Linked DNA regions of Dromaius novaehollandiae: region 2 is linked to region 1. Evidence: chromatin contacts called from public Hi-C data. All regions are on one chromosome and are shown on one strand. Each heading gives the region's core, a stretch centred on a gene start, on an enhancer-like site or on the middle of the called end of the contact. The rest is flanking DNA. Distances are from core to core; before and after follow the strand shown. Region 1 holds the start of IRX2 (iroquois homeobox 2). Region 2 holds the start of IRX1 (iroquois homeobox 1).

The links. A called contact is a pair of places that touch in the nucleus more often than the background predicts.
Region 2: a contact with region 1 is called in a Hi-C map of liver, with 6 times the contacts expected there. The contact joins the promoter of IRX1 here to the promoter of IRX2 in region 1. A contact is called at or near these places in 2 of 4 Hi-C or Micro-C datasets (brain and liver).

What each region holds. Positions count from the first base shown.
Region 1 is chr2:71,323,080-71,326,334 of bDroNov1.hap1, forward strand. It overlaps IRX2 (iroquois homeobox 2), which reads right to left and starts at 1,989. Exons shown (of 5, transcript XM_026093917.2): 1 at 1,199-1,989. The coding sequence starts at 1,441. LOC135327512 (a long non-coding RNA gene) reads left to right here and starts at 816. Exons shown (of 2, transcript XR_010387737.1): 1 at 816-1,110; 2 at 3,000-3,255.
Region 2 is chr2:71,823,331-71,826,920 of bDroNov1.hap1, forward strand. IRX1 (iroquois homeobox 1) reads left to right here and starts at 1,647. Exons shown (of 4, transcript XM_064506757.1): 1 at 1,647-2,420. The coding sequence starts at 2,157.

The DNA.
Region 1 (3,255 bases), core at 739-3,238:
GTTTGCATAATGCAAGAAAAGTTAAAGATATTGCTAAGGAACTCGCTAACTTTTAGCGCGTTTCAGAATCCTACAGAATGGCGAGTCACAGGCACAAATTCACCTAATATTCGAGATAGTTCACAACCTCACTGTAACTTCCAGCCACTCATTGCTTCTCAACAGGAAAAACAAGCAAGGGAGAGCCACAGATCTTTTATACCACCCCGAATAAAGACTGCGCAAGAATTTATGCACCGTTTTACAAACAGAAAGCAATTAGTTTCCCTGTCACTTTGCAGGGAGCGCGAACTACCCTGCTGCCATCTCTTTCTTAGGTTCTCGACAGCGGCTCCAATCCTAAATTCCGGCTTCAGGTCTTTGTACGTATGGGACTAGATATGTGTCTGACTGTGTGTGCATGTGTATAAAACTATATAACCATCTAGACGTGCAGTTTATTTATATAGTTTATGGTTTTATTTATATAGTTTATGCATAGAATACACACACATGCATTTGCAAATGCTCCTTTTAACTAATAAGAAGAAAGTGAAATCCGAAACTGCGGCCACCACAACCATCTTGGGCTTAAGCGAAGCTCACAGATCACAAACAGATGCTCCTTTTCATTTCTAAAATCCAGTTAAACCATTAGCACGAAACACACTGAAAGTAAATAAAACCACGCGGGGATAAAGCCCGCAGCGCCTCTAAACACCGACTTAAAAGAGAGGGAAAAAAAGAAGGAAAAAAAAAAAGAAAAAAGAAGCCCTCCCCTATTCTATCACAGCGAAAGGAGAAAAAGAGAAGGCGGGGGGGGGGGGGAATGAAAGCCTCCAGCCCAACTGCCTGAGACGATCCGTATTTCTGTAACCGGGGCTGCGGCGCGGCTCTGCGATCCGCGGGGCGAGCCCGAGTCCCAGGTCCGCCGGCACGGCGGGCGGCGCGGAGGGAGGCGGCGCCCCGGCCCGGCCCGGCCCGGCCCCGGCCCGCCGCTCCGCGTCCCTCCGCTTCGCTCCGCCGGCCGCTGCCGGGCTGCGGGGAGGCAGCGCAGGGGCGGGCGGCGGCGGAGCTGCCGCGGGGCACCCGCCGGTGCGATGCGGTGCGGCGTGGTGTCGGGGGCTGATGGTGAGTGTGTGCGGAGCCAAGCTGAAGATGATGAGGATGAGAATGCGGATGCTAATGAAGAAGGAGAGGATTGCTCTTCGGTAGTTACCATGTAGGAGGGGAATCCCGTGGCGGGGTCTGTGGAGTACTGGAGCGGGCTGGTGAAGCCTGTGGCCGCCGCCTGGGCGGTGAAAGCTGCCGATCCCGGGTAAGGGCTGAACGCCGATCCCGACGAAGACCTGGCCAGCTCCTCGCTCCTGGGGGCCGCCAGAGCCGACGCCCCGTACGCCGGGCAGGAGTACAGAGCCAGCGAGCCGGGGGGCTGGTAGAGGTAACCCTGAGGATAGGACATGGCTTGCACTGGCGTGCACAGGAGCAGGGAGGGGGCGAGGGTGACCGGCCCTGCTGCTGCTGCCGCTCCTGGCGCTGCTTTCGTGCTCTCCCTCTTTCCCTCTCTCCCGCCCTCTCTCTCTCTCTCTCTCTCCCTCTCCTTTCTCTCTCGCCCCGGTTGGCTCTGTGCAGTTATGTAGAGGATCAGAATTGTTATAGGCTCCCCCCCATGCGCACCCGCTCAGAATAAAAACAAACAGGAGGGAAAAAAATAAAGGACACCCCCCAAAAAGGGAAAATAAATCGAGCGGTCAGAAATCTAACCGGGAGCGGAAGGGCATCTGGGAGAGAGGGAAGAGGAGAGGGTTAATAAAAAAAGAGAGAGAGAAGGGGAGACAAACAGAAGGGGAGAGGGAGAAAGAGGGAGAAAAGCGAGCCCCCGAAATCAGAAAAGTGGCTGCTGCATATGGAGTTCTCCCCGCCAGCCAGCCAGCTCCCCCAGCGCCTGCGAGCCTGTATTTTGGGGGAAGTATAGAGTCTGAAGTGAAGAGTTGAGGGAAGGAGCGCTCGAGTTTCCGAGGGACATTGGAAAACGGAGCTGTCCGTCAGCGCCGCTCATCTGCATAGCGCGGCGGGCCCGCCCCCGCGCCCGCGCCCGCGCCGGCCCAGGGCCCGGCCCCTCCCGCGGCCGGGGAGGGAGAGAGGGAGGTGGCCGGGGAGGCTGGGAGGGAGGGAGAGAGGGCAGGCTTTGTAATGCAAGCCAGCCTCTCCGGCAGCCAGCACACCGCTGCAGTCCAGCGATGCTGCTGCCGCTCGGCTCCTCCGCACGCGGAGCGCCATAAATGCTTTTTCACACGCTCTCCATAGCGCTCCCTCTGTCTCTCTCCACAAGGAAAAAAGAGAGAGAGAATATATATTGATATTCCCTATGTATATACCCCCACACACGTGCTCGCTGCAGCTCTCGCAACTTACGCTGCACACACATGTATCACACACATGTGCGCTTGCACGCCTGTGGGTACATACACACTCAGGCTCGACGGAGCCGAGCAGTAACACAAGTGAAGAGCACTTCGTAAAAGTATTGCCCTATATGGCAGGAAAGAAGAGCAACTGCTCAGATCAGCACAGCCAGGATCATGCTGTTCCTGGCAGCAAGAGCTTTCCAGTTTTCTAAGTTGCCACAAAACAGTCAAGTCGTAGAGCGCGTTTGCACATGAAGGAAAGAGAAATCTTGATCTCTGTTTCATTTCTATTCTTCCTGGTCTAGTGCGTGGAGAGGAGGCCTGGGTGACTCCTTCCGGGCGGCTAGGTGCCCCCCCCCCTCCCTTTTGCAGTTCAGATAAATCTCTCGGAATACGCTCACGATGTAATTAATTTCCCCCATAAGGTAATCTCCCCCCCCCCCCTCTTCGGCCCTGGACACCGTCAGCTTCTAGACCTTGGCAGCTCTACTCCAGATACGAGAGGACGAGATGAAGGCATTGATCTTTTCTTCTTTATACAAATATAAATAAATGCATATGTTTGTGGAGGCATGAATTCTTTTTTTTTTTTCCTTTTTTTTTTCCCTCCAGGACGGTTAGCCTGGAGAGACTCTTAAGAAACCTATGGTTAATTGCATACACTTAAGCGCAATTTGGGACCAGCTCCAGTGTCCGTGCTCTGCCTTGCGACCCCGATTCATCCAAGCTCGCCTCGTGGCGATGCCGAGGCAGTTCCGCTCCGGGCGCTCGCCCCTGGCCCGTGGGGAGCGCACCGCCGTGTGCGCAGCCCCCAACGCGTCCGTCCTGCCGGCAGCCCACGTAGGGGGCGCGGGCAGAGCCGCCCCTG
Region 2 (3,590 bases), core at 397-2,896, 500 kb after region 1:
GGCTCGGGGAAAGGAGCGAGGCACCCGCGCTCCCCTCCCACCCACCATTCCGCCTTCTCCCTCCGCCCCAGCGAAGCACTTGCATCCGGAAAAGCAGCGGACCTTCCCTTACACGGCCCCCTCTGTGCCGTCCCCTTGGAAAGAGCCTGGCGGCACCGGCCCCCCCTTCAGCACAAAAGACGGAGCTCCCGGGCGGGCGGCTGGGACGGCGGCGGGCCGGGGGGCGGCGGCGGCTCCGTGCCCCTCGGCGGGGGCTGGCCGAGGGGGCTGCACCTTGCGACCGCGCTTCCCTGGGGACAGCCAGCGCCATCCTCACCTAGGACCCCGGGTCAAAGCCCAGGCGGCCCCACCAGGGCTGAGAGGGTCGGGGCGAAAAAACCCACCAGCCCTCTGTCTGCCGTTGCTGGCCGCCCCCTCGCTCCCGGTACCCCCGGAGGGCCTGGGAGGGCCCGGCCGGTGCTGGGAAAGGAAAGCTTGTGGTGCCGCCCGGGCAGTGCGAGGCTCCGCCGGCCCCGGCGGGGTACGGGTGAGCCCAGCCACGTCGAGGAAGCTCGCAACATAACGGGCAGGTCACACTGGCAACCGACTTCCTTCAAGGCGGCCGAGTCCCTCGGAGAGGGGTCCTTTGTCTCTCGCTGCCCCTTCTCTAAGCGAAAGGGGGAAGAGGAAGAAGAAGAACAACAAGAAAAACAACAAGAAGAAAAAACATCCCTACCTCTAATCATCGTTAATTACTATAACGTCAACAACACGCTTTGGTCCTTTCGCCCTCCCCCCGCCCCGCGTTTCCCTGCCGAAACGGGTGGTTTGGAAGTTTTGACAACCTACCAGCCCGACAGGCCCCCCTCGGCTCGGGGACGAGGGCTGGGGGCTTCTGTGCCCGTCGGCATACATGTCTCCACTGTTCGTTTGCGGGATTATTTATTGCTAATATTCCACGAACTGTCGCAATGCCTCTGATAATTGTCCCCGAGTGTCAACCGGTCGGCAGGGCACGGGGGAGCGGGGGAGGAGATCGCTGCGGGTCTTTTTTATTTTTTTTAACTAAGGGTTTCTGGAAAGAACTACTACAAGCCCTTTGCCTTTCAGCAAAGTTGTGTGTGTGTGACGTTCGTTGCTTGCTATAGATAGAGCACAATTATTTATTTATTTGTGTGCTTTTTTAGTGGTAAATTGTTACCAGTCGCCTGGCTGCAAAGCCCCCTTTTCCTCCCACGGCCACTCTCATTTGTTCCTGAGTCCAATGAGGACAAGGGGGACTCAATGTTAAAGGTGGAAAAAACAGCAACACAGTTGTTTTTGTTAAAAGGGGACACACCAGGGCTGCGAAACAGCAAAACCCCAATGTTGGACAGCTGTAAAATCGTGTAGACAGGTTGTCATACAGCAGTGGGGGCTTTTCTGAAAGGAGCCCATTGCTAAACATTAAATACACACAGCCCAGCCCAGCAGCTGCGCGGACACACGCGCACACACACACACACACACACACGCACGCACACACGCGCGCGAGCGCGCGCACACACACACCCCCCGAGGAGAGCGGCCCAGGCTGCGCTGCGCACCACGTGCTGCACCGAGAGGGGCGGGGGGGGGGGGGGGGCGCGAGGCGGCGCTTGCAGCTCAAGTGGATGCCAATCAAAACATCAACTTCAAATTGTATCTGAAAGATCAGCCTAGGACCTAAGGGCAGACACATCAGTTGGAGCTCAATTGTTGATCAGATCACATCTAAGGGATTTAGGAGCACAGAAGAGCCGAGATTTGAGGAAAGACACCCCACTGAATCCTTCCACACTCCTCCTCCTCCTCCATATCTAGGTTGCAGTATTTCTCTGACAGAAAGAAATCAGAACGAAAAAAAGAAAATTATCGGCTCGATTTCTGTTCTCTCGCCCTGCCTGCCTCCAGTAAAGGAGGGGCAGGGGGGAAGGAAAAAAAGAGAGACAGAGAAAGAAAGAGAGAGACCCAAAGAAGCCCGGGTTTGTTCTGCTCCCCTCCCCAGCTGTTCAGGCTCCCTCTTCCCACTTCTTCCTTTTTTTTTTTTTTTTTTTTTTTTTTTGTATAATTCCTCCCCCCCCTTTTTTTTATAATTCTGCCGCTTCTGCTGCCGCCGCCACTGCCGCCGCCGCCACCGCCGTGCCCGCGCCCTGGAGATGTCCTTCCCCCAGCTGGGCTACCCGCAGTATCTCAGCGCCAGCCAGGCGGTGTACGGGAGCGACCGGCCCGGGGTGCTGGCCGCCGCCGCCGCCGCTGCCGCCGCCGCCGCCGCCGCCTCGGGCCGGCCCGCGGGCGCCGAGCTGGGCAGCGGCTCGGCCGCTGTCACCTCGGTGCTGGGCATGTACGCGAGTCCCTACAGCGCCCCCAACTACAGCGCCTTCCTGCCCTACACCGCCGACCTCAGCCTCTTCTCCCAGATGGTGAGTACCGGCGGCGCCGGGCCCGCTCCTCGCCTCCCCGTCGCCTGCCCCGGCCCCGCGCGGCGGAAAGAGGCCGAAAGGCGCGGAGGGAGAGGGGCTCCGCGGGGAGGGGGCTGGGGGCAGGCGAGGAGCAGCTGTGCCTCGCGGAGTGGCTCAGCACGGCGCTGGGCTCGGCGCGGCTCGGCTCCGCGGGGCTGGGCACCCCCCGCGTGGCTGCCCGGGGCCGGAGGGCTGGCAGCGGCCGGCGAGACCCGCGGCGGAGAGGGCTGAGCGCGCTGGCGTGTGTGTGTGTGCCAGGGGCGGAGGGCTGGGGCACGGCGCACTCCCTCTCCAGACACAGCACGAATCGGTCCCATTGCTCCAGCCGGACAAAACTCCACCGAGTTTTTCTTCTTCGCAGTGGAAGAGCTGTGCAGGACTCCTATCCGTGCTGTTGCCTTCCCCTAGCAACTCGGCTTTTGTTGTTGTTATTGTTGTTGTTGTTGCTGACGGGTGATATTGTTGGTGCTGTTGTTCAAACTGGCTTCTCAATGCGCTCCTCTTTCCATCTGACCACTTTCTTTTCCATGGAGCTATATACAGGTTCTCTCTGAAAGACCAAAGTGCAGTCTAGGTAGCTGACACGTCCTTTTATTTTAAGACATTTTCTTTGAGCCTTGAAAATGGTCCGTTCAGTTCCCTGAACTTTTTATACTCTGATTATGGCGTGTATCATATATCGAATTTGCACCAAGAGAAGGAGTGCACCTACATCCCATTATAGGCATCGAAGTAGAAAGGCATATTTGCACTAACTCTAAAACAAATTACCGTTATCCTGATTTTCCTCATTTTTTTTCCTTGAGAATGTATCGGGTAAAAAGTGAAACAGGTCGGGTTTTAGCTAGCTGTTTGTATCTCTGATGTTGTTTAAACTTTTTCGTTGCTAATAGCTGCAAATTTCGCGGCAGCGGTACGCATAGGTTCCACTTAATTTCTAAATGCCTCTCTTTTCTCTCTTCCCTCCCACCCCCCAAACATGAAGTGAGAATATTTGTAACTGGGTACACTTAAGGCATAACTTGTGAAAGTTTTTAATGTATATGTGCGTATATATATATAATACCTATGTAAGTAGGGAGGTAGGTGTGTTTTTGAACAAGGGTCAACATCCAAAATCAGGTCATTTTT